2 separate regions of the Sus scrofa genome follow, and region 2 is linked to region 1. The links are chromatin contacts, called in public Hi-C maps. All regions are on one chromosome and are shown on one strand. Each heading gives the region's core, a stretch centred on a gene start, on an enhancer-like site or on the middle of the called end of the contact. The rest is flanking DNA. Distances are from core to core; before and after follow the strand shown.

Region 1 (6,146 bases), core at 2,182-4,681:
GGGCCAGGGATCAAACCCGAGACACAGCAGTGACCACGCTGGGTCCTTCATCTGCTGAGCCACCAGGGAACTCCTCGATGTGATTTTAAGGAAATCAAATTGTTCGCTTCAGTATGAAATTTATTTCTCCAAATCATTTTAACATGGGATCCCCTAATTTATCGATCTAACCTTCATTTTTTGAACATATGGATGGTTTTCTGTTTTCTTGCTAAACTGAAGGGCGCTTAGGTGAGCATTTTTGGGTCCACGAAGTCGCTAGATCTGGGTGTGTGCCAGTGCTTCCCGTTTTCACCGGTGCCATCCACCTGCCTTCCCGGAGGCCCTCTCTTCACACTCTCCAGCCGTAAACAAGTGGGTCTGTTTTTCACTCTTCTCCTCCACAAGTATTAACAATAAAAAACTCCTTGCCAATTTGTTAATGAAAAATGGTATCCTTTGCTCTTTTAATTTTCATTTAGCAGAAAAGGCTTCATTTAAATTACTCCCAGATAGTTTGAGGTCATGGGCAATTAAATGTAATTCATTCATAATTGAACTTTTCAGAAGTTACAGAGGACCGTTTCCTGCGGCCGCCAGTAGGGGGCTCTGCAGCCCCATCGAATATCACTTCCCGACTAAAGTTGCATTTCCACCGACACGTGCTTTTTCAAATTCTGGGAAGTTCGGTCAGACAGTTACTTTTGGTGTGAATTTCGTGGATTTGATCTTCTGTATTCTCCAAAGAAATGCTCTCAACATCTGCCATTAGGATTAAATTCTCTTGGGTTGGGGCAGAGTGGCTCAACAATGAAAACCGGTTTGTGTTTGGCACGCTTGAAGTATGCACTAGATCTGCCCACATGACCTTGGAAGCTTTGGAAGTTCTTTCTGAACGTGTCCTGTTTTGCTTGCCATAGAGAACCCCAGGAAAAACCAGCTATGTCTTTCTATGATTGCGTCTTAAGTTTACCAAACTGAAAAGGAGAATCTATCCACCTTTCCATCCATCCGTCCACCTGTCCATCCGCCCGTCCCACAGAGATTTGCTGAGCATCTATGGTGGGATGCAGGACTGCCTGGGAAACGTGGTCCCCACCTGCAGAGTGTGTAGCCTCCTGTGTCTGAATGGGAGTGGCTGGGCAGCCAGACAGCCACCAGCAAGGTGCTGTCCTGCTGGGGAGGAGCTGGGGTTCACTTTCCAAACAATAGTCACTTGGATTCTGTTTCAATACTGAATATGTGAAGACATCCTGTCCCGTATTTCCATCACTTCAAAAGAATACTTAATGGAATACTACTCAGCCATCAAAAAGAACAAAATAATTCCATTTGCAGCAACATGGATGGAACTAGAGACTCTCATACTCAGTGAAGGAAGTCAGAAAGAGAAAGACAAATACCATATGATATCACTTATTCCTGGAATCTAATATACCACACAAATGAACCTTTCCACAGAAAAGAAACTCATGGACTTGGAGAACAGACTTGTGGTTGCCAAGGGGGAGGGGGAGGGAGTGGGATGGACTAGGAGTTCGGGGTTATAATAGATGCAAATTATTGCCTTTGGAATGGATGAGCAATGAGATCCCGCTGTGTAGCACTGGGAACTATGTCTAGCCTCTTATGATGGAGCATGATCATGTGAGAAAAAAGAATGTATACACGTATGTGTAACTGGGTCACCATGCTGTACAGTAGAAAACTGACAGAACACTGTAAACCAGCTACAATGGAAAAAATAAAAATCATTGTAAAAAGAAAAGAATATTTAAGGAGTCCCCATTGTGGCTCAGCAGAAATGAACCTGACTAGGATCCATGAGGATGCGGTTCTATCCCTGGCCTCGCTCAGTGGGTTAAGAATCAGGTGTTGCCGTGGACTATGGTGTAGGTTGCAGCCAAGGCTCGGATCCCGTGTTGCTGTGGCTGCGGCATAGACCAGTGGCTACAGCTCCAGTTCAACCCCCTAGCCTGGGAACCTCCATATGCCTGGGTACGACCCTTAAAAAAAAAAAAGACAAAAAGAAAAAAGAAAGAGAATATTTAACATGTCTATTTCCGTGCATGATCTTTTACGTAGCAGCAGCAGTACCTTCGAGTCCTTACTGGGTGTTAGCTGGGACAAACCATAAATGACAATCACAGGAAGAGCAGGGATGGATTGAAGAGTCAGATAAACCAAGGCAGAGGAGAGGATTGGGGCAGTGGGGGCGGGGGGGATTCAGGCCCAGTCGATGGACTGTGACAGGTGATCTGGGGCGACCAGGTCAGCGCTGGTGACAGAAACATGCTGATGCCACTGCTGATGGTCAGGCAAATTCGAGGGGAAGGCAGCTGGATGGTGACAGGTGTCAGGCTTACAGATTGTCCAGACGGTCCCCTGGTACCCCTTCGGCCAGCCCACTCCCAGCTACGCCAACCTCATGGGTTCACAGCCGCCTGCTCCAACTCTATGCCAACTCAGAAGCACAAGGGTCAACGCCTGGTGCCGGGCTGCACTCCCCCCACCGGGCACCTTTCCGGCACCCCTGCCCTAAGCCTTTCCAATGTGGTTGAAAATTCTTTAAGGCCTGTGACACGGACCTGGGCCCAGCTCGTCCGCATCGCCCAGCACAGACCAAGAGCAGATGCCCACCACGTTCACCGAGATGACAGCCCGGTCCGCTCACTGCAGACGGCGCCCCAGGCACCTGCCGTCTGGGGCCGCCCCATCCTCCGTGCGGCCGTGGGACCTGGCAACGCGCTGAGGCTGCGGCCCGGTTCTGCTGGGAGCCCAAGACTGCTCTAAAATAGGAAGTCTGGCTTAGAGAACAGCCCTGATACCTGTTTGCCTGGTTTTCCGACAACAGCCCACTCAGGGCTCACGGGCACCAGCCCCCAATTCCTTTATTTTCATGCCTGAAGCTGCACAAAAGGGCGAAATTCTGTTTCCCTCCCTCCCTCTCCTCCCCCCTCTCCACATCCCCCCTCTCCACATCCCCCCCCTTCTCTCACCCGAGCAGCTGCTTTTTGGGGGTCAGGTGTAGGTCTTTGGTTTATCCTGATTGAATTTCACCTTGTAAAGGCGGGACTAACATATTTATTACATTTACTATCCATCTGTGTGGGTGTTTTAAAAAAATCTACCCACGAATAGCAGCGATGTCTTTGTTTGGGTTACTAAGCAGGAGCAGAAGTCTCTGTGAGCTACAGAAACGGTCCTGGCCGGGCTCCCCATCGTCCGACTCCTGGTCCAGCTGTTTACACCAGCACATCTGGGCAGGAACGCTTGGCCTTCTGCCACGGGCTGTTGGCCGTGAGCCTGGCAAGGAGCCCCGGTGGGTGGTGCCGAGGCACGAGCAGCACCTTGGCTCCCTTCTGTCCGATCTGCCAGCCTGTACGGGCCTCGTGGCCTGGACCCTGGCTGGGCAGTCTCATCAGCCCTGACCTCTGAAGCCTCCCTCTGGCTCCAGCCCTCCGCGGCCAGAGCTCTTACAAAGGCAGGAAGCCAGGACTCCAGGAAGGAGGGGACGTCCTTCCCCAGGCCCAGGGCCCGGGATGCACACGCTCTGCTCTGGCCTGTTGTCCTGGGCCCCGCTGGCTTCTCTCAGCCTTCTCATGGGTGGCCGGGATGGTCGGGAGGGGGATCAGGAAGACGGGGAACCCGGTGGGAGCTGCCGACAGGATGCTGTGGCCTCCATTTTCGTCGCTTTCTCAGGCTGAAATGTCCCCAGCAGACATGACCTTGCCCTCAGGCCACCACGAGGCAGGACACAGCCTTTGCTCCCCAGAGGCCAGCTGGGGGCCAGGTGACAGCTTCAGAGCCAGACTGAGGCTTAAATCCTTCTTTGGTACTTTGGGTCACAGTAAGCACTCTGAGCCTCAGTGTTCCTGTCTGTCAAATGGAGACCTTAATCCCTGCCTATCAGGGAGTGGGGCAATTAAAAGGGGGAGGGTGTATAAAACCCCTTAGAAGGTGCCAGACTCCCAGCGGAGACCAAGCATCCTTCCCGCTCCTCCATCCCCGATTCACCATTGCACATACCCCGCGAGGCTGGTGCCATGCCTTCATAACTTCTTTTGCCCACAAAATACCTATTAAATATCTCATGTTTCTTAATTGTTAGAAATATTTCTAATATTTCCTAGCTAAACAGATGTATATTCTTTCCACCTACAGCTTTAGTAGAAGAGAATTTTAAATGACCATTGTTTACTTGTAGAGTAAACACGTCTTTTCTTCCGAGCCTGCAGCATGCCCAAACTGCCCAGGCCAGGAATTGAACCCGCACCACAGCAGCGACCGGAGCCACAGCAGTAACAATGCCGGATCCTTAACCGCTGAGCCACTGGTGGCCTCCTCAATGCATGTCTTCGAGGAGCCCATTGGAGTGATTGTGTGTAAATAAAGGAACCCTCCCCACGGACAGGAGCAAAGTGGATTTGAATTTGTGCTTGGGAAGCAAATCAGAGACTCGTTTCAAAGACGTGTTTTCATGGGTACAGGGTGCTGTGGGTGCAGTGAACACCTCCAGCCAGAAGCGATGTCTGATGTTTCCTAAGTGGTGCATTCTTGGCTCTACAGAGACAAATTTGCTGGGAGGGATTCTCCATAAGAAGACGGGACGAGTAACCGGGCCCTCCTGTTGGTTCGCCTTCTCCAGCAGGTGCCTCCTAACTGCATTTTGCTGCTCTCAAGCTGCTGCAACCCCCGTGCACGTCACAGGACTGCGCCGGGGCTTCCTGGCACTGATGGGCCAGCACGAGCATAATATCCTGCTTTCCTTTGGTTAATTAAAAGCAACCCCCACAGCTGCTCTCAGTCAGGCCAGGACTCAGTGGCCTCATGCCCGTGGTTTTTAATGAAACGGCTTCCATTCCCGAGACCTCTGGGTCTTTCTTTTCTTTTTTCTTTCTTTCTTTTTGTCTTTTTAGGGCCACACCCATGGCATATGGAGGTTCCCACGCTAGGGGTCAAATCGGAGCTACAGCTGCTGGCCTACACCAAGCCACAGCAATGTGGGATCTGAGCTACATCTGTGACCTACACCACAGCTCATGGCAACGCCAGATCCTTAACCCACTGAGGGAGGCCAGGGATCGAACCTGAAACCTCATGGTTCCTACTTGGATTCGTTTCTGCTGCGCCACGACGGGAAGTCCCCTCTGGGCCTTTCATTGATCAGTTAAATACACAGTAAAGGTGAAGCTCAGTGAGGGTGTGTCAGGCCCCCCGACGTGGAGTGGCCTGGGTGGGGGAACGTGCTGTCCCCCGTTTGATAATCAACACTCAACGCTTTGTGGTGCGTGTGACATCAGTTTGCAACGATGCCAAGAAACACCGAGGCGGCTTGTCTGATAGCAGGACAATCTCGGCAGCAGGAGCAGGTGATTGCTTGAGCGTGAGCACTTCAGGATCATGTCCTCGGCTCTGACCTCGAGTCACTCCGGGAACGACCGAGCCCTTCGGTGGGTGGGAGAAGAGAGGCCCAATTCAGCCCCGTGTCAGTCAGAGGCTGCGCAATGCAGCCTCTGGATCCAGAATGAGCAGCCTCTGGACCTGCAGCCTCTGGATCCAGAATGAGCAGGATCACATCACGGCTTTTTGCAGGAAAAGGATTTCAAGGCTTTCTTATCAGTTAAACGGGGATAACAATTGTGCCCCCCCCCCACCATGAGGCTGTTGTGAGGAGTAGATGAGTCAAAACACAGAAGCATAGGGTCTGCTAAATACAGACGTTTAGGAAATGCCATTATTTTCATACTTCTGTGTTTCTGTCAGTTACTCAGCAATGTCAACAACATTGGGTGTTTAGAATGAGTGCATTTAGGTGCTCTTTGGGGCAGGAGGATGGGTTTCTTTAATTTTCCTCTGAAGAACTAGGAGCTTTGAGCTTGGGGGTTAAGGACACAGAGGCCACAAGTCGGGCTGCTGGGCTTCAAATTTCAGCTCACCTTCAAATAAATCCTTGGTTAACCTCGGAAGTGTGCATGCATGGGGGAGGATTCCAAGAAGCTCAGGGAAAGCAACAGCTGGAAAACTAAAATAACCGAGCACATACCTTAACTTCTGCCAAGTTAAGGGAGCTTGGTAAACACTTTGGGCTTTCCATTGAAACCTTGGAAGGTTTCAGGACTTCCAGGGTTCCAGCACTACTGGCAAAATCAAAACAGACCCACACC
Region 2 (6,146 bases), core at 1,221-3,720, 140 kb after region 1:
AGCTACTTATCTCCAGCTGACGTCCCGAGAGCACTTCCAACTCAACACATCCAAAACCGAACTCCTGATCTCCCCCACCCGCAAAATTCGGCCAGCCCTGAGCCTCTCATTTCCTGGCCTAGAAAGCTGGTTAGTGATAGTTGGACTTCAGGTTTGTGACAGCTGGAGTGATGGCTGGCACTGAGTCGTTGTTGAATATGAATTACTTGGCCTCTTGGTGCCCAAGAGTCTTCATGTATAAATAAGGAAATGATAATACTACAGTGCTGACATTACAGGGTGCTGGGAAGATTCGGGGTTATTATATCTCAAGCACCCAGGACAGGGTCCACGGAGTCAGCACTACGACATAGGTTTGAGATGATTCTTAGGAAAGAACTGCTGTGTTGGTGCCGTGTAACTGGTACAGGGCTAGGCGAATACTCTGGTGCCACTGCTACCTGATGAGGGGTCCCGGGGGAAAAGCACAGCAGTAGGAAAAGCTTCCTCAAGAGTCTTCTTAACTTTAACACAGGGCCTGAGAGTTTTCACAAAGCAACGTATATCACTGGGAAGGATTAACAAAACCAATGAGCTGAATTACTGAAGGCACGGCTTCTTCAAAAATACATCCATAGGAGTTCCTGTCGTGGCTCAGCAGTTAATGAACCCGAGTGGCATCCGTGAAGACGCGGGTCGGATCCCTGGCCTCGCTCAATGGTTTAAGGATCTGGCATCGCCTTGAGCTGTGGTGTAGGTCTCAGACATGCCTCGGATCCAGCGTTGCTGTGGTGTAGGCTGGTGGCTACAGCTCTGATTCGACCCCTAGCCTGGGAACCTCCATATGCCGCGGGTGCGGCCCTAAAAAGACAAAAAAAAAAAAAATCCATAAGGGCTTAGTGGGCATGAGCAATGGGTCTGGAGGAGCTCATCTCTATGGGGGCGGTGACAGCGGGAGGGGGAGTTGAGAGACAGAAATGTATGGCATTCTTTGTCCACAGAAGGTGATACTCTATGCTGAGGTGTATCTTTACTTGCTGACACCGCAAAAAGGTGTGTGTGTGGTGGGGAGTGGTGGGAAGAAACGAAAAAGAAGCACGGCAAGACTTTTTTCTTTGGAGAAACCTACCCCATAGCTACGGCCCCGCAGCCCATCACTTACGCGTTCGACATGCTGGCTACTTTCCCTCTTTTCCTCGCCCGCCTGGAAGCTCTTCTGTCGCCCTCTGAAAGCTGGCTGCAGAAGTCAGGAGACCACCAGAGGCGCTGGCGGAAGGTCCTTCTGGAGAGGGACTGGGACTGGGGATATCCTCTCACTTAGAAAAGGGAAAAGCAATAGCCAGGGGTGCGAACAGCCCCAGAGAGGGGGATTCCAGCGTTCTCCTCTCCACCGCGAGGCTCCAGAACCTTACTATGGCCGCGAGCCAGAGGCGAGGCGGAACCTAGCAACGGAGACGCTACGCCTGCGCAGCGCGGGTCCGCTCGGCCGCCAGCGCGCTTTCCGCCCCTGCATGCTTTGCGCCTGCGTGGCGCTCCTGCTGTTTCCCTGGCAACCGCGTGGCCCACTGGGGCGGAAGCTGCCCGGCAGGTGGTGGCTGAGCGGGTCCGAGTCACCGCCTCCCGGGGGATCCGCCCAGAGCGCGTTCCCCGACAGGCCCCGGTCCCACGTACGCTCGTTGTCCGCCTTGCGTCCCGCTTTCCCGTTTGCCCATTTTCTTCCAGCTTCAGATATGTGGCCTTGGACGAGGTCCTCAATGTTTGGGACCCCAGTCTTCCGGTCTGTAAAGGGGGGGTGACAGTCGTTCTTCGTTCCAAACATTTCTGGGTGTCTGCTGCGGGCCAAGCTCAGACTTAGATCTGCGGGTGCGGGCGGAGAGGCAGATGCTGCCCTGCTGGGGCTTAATGAAAATGGAGTAAGGCAACAGCACACCGTAAATATAAAAGGTGTGGCTGTTATTCATTAGCAAGTCGCTCCGAGTGTTTGCTTTCATTGTTCTGTCGTCTTTGGTAACCGTGGGGATTTATTTGCAGATTTTATAATCTGCAGTTCCTACAGGAACACATTCAGAAGGACTGCGGTTGAAACAGCGTGTAGAGGACAAACACGTAAAAATTATAATAAATCTGGATCATAGGACCGTTCTCCCACACCGCAATTACTATGACATGAATAAAAGAATAGTAAAAACCAGCAAATAAAAAAAAGAAAAGAAAAAAATTAAATACAACTTCATACCATAAACTTCAAAACAACTCAGTGAGATAGAAGCCTGCGCCGGAGAACAGCATCTAATTTCATCCCCTGGGGCAAGATGCCAGGTAGACAAAGTACCAAGGATGCTCACTAATACTTTCTAATGTAAAGAAGACAGGAATTTGAGAAGTGAGGTGAAAGGTGAGTAGAGTAAGAGGAAGCAAGCCACCTGGGAAATCCAGGTGAGATAAAACCATCACCAGTCAAAATACTGGCTGCTGTCCACAGGCCCCATCAAGAGCTAGGAAAAAAAATCACTAGCGCTTGCCATTTTCTAGGACTTTACACCAAACGGAGGCAGAGTTTCAAAGGAGAAGGACATTTTGTCACAGGAACAGGATGCCCTCCTGACAAAGGTAAGGAATGGTGGTAGGGGAGTTTACCAGAATCCAGAAGAGAGCTGAGCCCAGACCTTGCAAAGATTCAGTGGTCAGTCCTTATCCTCACTGTGTATCCAGGCTCGAGAAAGTAAAAATGCCATCTCCCAGCTGTCAAACTCATTCTCATACAGTGTGAGAACAGCCAAGGAGAATTTGCTCACAGTATATTTGAACAACTAGAAGATTTGCAGAGAGCAATCCACAATACATACGTGTAAGATGGAAAGAAGCAGCATAGCCTCTATCCAAATCCAGGACTTCAATAAAAGGAGGAGGGAAAAAAAGGATTTTGGCGTGGATGAGACAGGTTAGCAGCCGAGCCTGGAGGAAGAGTAACCAAACAGAAAAAAATTCTTTACATGTGTTCCATATTATAGAACAAGGCAATAAGGACATCAATTTAACAGAATAAGAGCGGGGAGAGAATATAAGACAACATAATGAGAAGGAAAAGAAGATTCTATGGGAGCTCCCTTGTGGCACAGTGGGTTAAGGATTTGGCATTGTCACTACAGCGGTTCAGGTTGCTGCTGTGTCACAGCTTTGGTCTCCGGCCCAGGAACTTCCTCATGCTGTGGACAGGGCCAAAAAAAAAAAAAAAGAAAGAAAGAAAAGGAGATTTTTATAGCTAAAAGAAACAAATGAAAATCAGAAATAGTTCAACAGAGGAACCAAATTAGAAATAGACGGGGCACAATTCATTTGAATGACTGACTTAAAGGAAAAGCTGAACTCCACTGCAGTGAACGTAGAGAAGAAAGGCATTTAAGCAAATTATAAAGGATGAGCTGATGTTCCTGAAAGGGAGACCTCCGATTAATTTGTTTCAAAGATAGAAAGAAACATTTCTGAGATGAATGAAACCTGCAGATCAAACGTTCTCACTATGTTCCAGGAAAAACTGACTTGGGACAACCCACCCCTGAGATATCCTGGGCATGTTATTGAGCTTCAAGGAGAAGTGGTGCAGGGACCGTGGCTGGCCTCACACTGGTGGTGGTATTTACACCGTTCTTGGGGGGAAACGTGAACCACAAATATTGCCACTCATCACAGTTAAGATTCCAAAATGCGAACACTCTTAGGAAATACAGTGCTCACGTGTCAACTGGCCTGTTTTTAAGTGCAAGAGATAGAAAAGCCAGTGTCCAATGGCTTAAACCGTGAGAGGCTCTACCATCTCCCTTAATGACAAGCATACCGACGAGGCTGTTTTGGAGCTGATTATTTCAGCAGCGTGGTGACATCACCAGTGTTTGGTGGTCTTCCCATCTTTGGAGCAGTCATCCTTAGGAAGTTGGACAGTTTCCGTCTGCCGCTGCTCTAGACATGACAGCTTCCCTCGGTAACAAGTCAAGACAGAAAAAAGGACCAGCTGCGATGTGACTGCCATTGTTGTCTTAGAGTAACCAGCATTTACCTGCGTTAAGAGCGAGAGAAGGGTAGATTAAAAAAACCAATCAGGCCGTGTGGGCTGCCGGGTAGGCGACATTCAATGCGAATTACAGCCCATGAGCTTTTCTAGAAAATAAAACTCTTGATGATGAAATCCAGACACCCGAAGATACAAGCCGTGTTAAAAGGAGAGCGAGTACTCCGTGCAAGACAGTGAAACAAGGTCTTCCAAACTCTACAGAGCAGAACAAACACAGTTGTCCTCTGATTGTGTCCCACGAGCTTTGCCAGTTGCTGCACTGACAGACCGCTTGTTCCACGCCAGGGTCTGCTTACGACCTGATGTATATTCATTAGAGCGTCCCACTGATTTTTTGAGTTGAGTAATGTTTTCATCCTCATTTTACACACCTGGATCCTGACTCAGGCAGGTTAAGCAACTCTATATCCAAGGCCACCCTCCAGGTGATGGTGGAGGTGCACCTGGCTCACGTGATCGTCTCCCTCCAAAGACCACACCCCTAACCCTTATCTCTTTGTTGGTAGCAGCACCTCCCTGAGTGGACATTTGTCTTAAAAAAATTGGTTTCCTGTGGATAGATGTTACTAAAGACAGTATTTCTCAAACCACTTTTACAAAAAAAAAAAAAAAAAAAAAATTGCTCCCTACGTATGTATATTCAGTAGAAAAGGTTACTTTATCCTCAGTGTTGAATAATTTATGCAGCATCCTAATCAGACTGCCAGGTCTCTGGGAACATTCATATCTCCGTCCTCTGGATCTATCTAAAGTCATTCGGGCAAATGTTTATTGATGCCCATTCTGTGCAAAGCACAGTCGTCCCCGCCGTGCGATAGGAAAGGGTGTGTCTTGTTAGGAATGGATTCTGCCTTCCAGCAGTAGAGGGGACGGCCACCCAGGAGAATGATGCTCTCAGCCTTCGTTTTCCCAGGGACATTCTTGGAGGGAGGACAGGCCTGGAAGGGTGTCTGATTTCCTTCTGTCTCAGAAGCTTCAAGCCCCCAGGACATTCCTGTCTCTTGAGCATTTCTTTTTGACCACACACTGGCAGTAAAGAGGGGCTGCTTGGCGCCTCTGGAAAGTGCAGCTGGTTGGGGCCAACTCTCATGATCATTCTTTGCTTTTACTCAAAGCTCGCGTGCAAAACACAACAACTCTCTTCTGCAGGAGGAGCTTCTACACAGTTAAACCTACGCATTCCCTCCTCAAGTCGTCTTAATCACAGGGTGCCCACGGTCGAGTTTTTAAACACAGGATTTCAGGTTCCCCGGAGTTCCCGTCGTGGCTCAGTGGTTAACGAATCCAACTAGGAACCATGAGGTTGCAGGTTCGATCCCTGGCCTTGCTCAGTGGGTTAAGGATCCAGCATTGCCATGAGCTGTGGTGTAGGTCCCAGACGCGGCTCAGATCCTGTGTTGCTGTGGCACTGGCGTAGGTGGGCAGCTATAGCTCTGATGAGACCCCTAGCCTGGGAACCTCCATAGGCCGTATGTGCGGCCCTGGAAAAAGACAAAAAGACCAAAAAAAAAGAAAAAAAAAAAGTTTCAAGTTCCCTTGCAATCAGTCCCTCTGTATCTCCATTCACCCAGTCAGTGTCCTTTGGACATAAACCAGTGAGACAAAAGCTTCAAGGTGGGGGCTGGTAGACGCTCCATGGGGGAGCAATAGGGGCCCTAGCCCAGCCCCCACCCCTTCCGTCTAGTGTTGGGCGGCCACAGTCAGCCCAACCTCTGATGCCCCCAGGGTTCTCCAGCTGCGCCCCTCAGTCCTTCACCGCACTCGCCATCCCGTCCTCAAACTGGATCCACGCCATGGGTGGAGCTCTTCTCTACAAGAAAGCCGGGGAGCCTGACGGCACCGTACTAGAAACATGTCCAGGTTAGCGTCAGTCGATAGGTTATCAGCCTGCCCGGCCACGCTCTCGTCCGGCTCGCATTTCTGCTTGTCTTCAGCAGGTCCCTGAGATAAGGGTGCTGTCAAGGGCGTTGCTAATACGCAGCGGTATTACATCTACAGCATTGCCCGTATCTACTAGGCTGGTAAATATGGAAGTTGAAAATCAGGGTCGTATGGTCTGCCTTGTTTCAAAGACCACTTGTCTCTGCTTCCTTGTCTA

The links. Hi-C and Micro-C count contacts between places; a contact is called where the count stands out from the background.
Region 2: a Hi-C map of mesenteric adipose tissue shows a contact between it and region 1, with 2.2 times the contacts expected there. The contact joins the promoter of IQCA1 here to the enhancer-like site in region 1. A contact is called at or near these places in 12 of 47 Hi-C or Micro-C datasets (alveolar macrophages, embryonic fibroblasts, fetal heart ventricle and 7 more) and 1 of 2 datasets of contacts at active chromatin or transcription factors (skeletal muscle).

What each region holds. Positions count from the first base shown.
Region 1 is chr15:136,183,655-136,189,800 of Sscrofa11.1, forward strand. The region is part of intron 15 of IQCA1 (IQ and AAA domain-containing protein 1); the gene reads right to left. Among named protein-coding and RNA genes, the nearest start is that of ASB18, 71 kb to the left of the region's middle. Within about 2 kb of position 3,432, at least 17 of the 83 cell types and tissues checked have an H3K27ac peak or open chromatin away from gene starts, as enhancers often do. A contact at or near this core is called in mesenteric adipose tissue, omental adipose tissue, retroperitoneal adipose tissue and 2 more, where this site is marked.
Region 2 is chr15:136,320,255-136,326,400 of Sscrofa11.1, forward strand. IQCA1 (IQ and AAA domain-containing protein 1) reads right to left here and starts at 2,471. Exons shown (of 19, transcript XM_013984621.2): 1 at 1,142-2,471. The coding sequence starts at 1,152.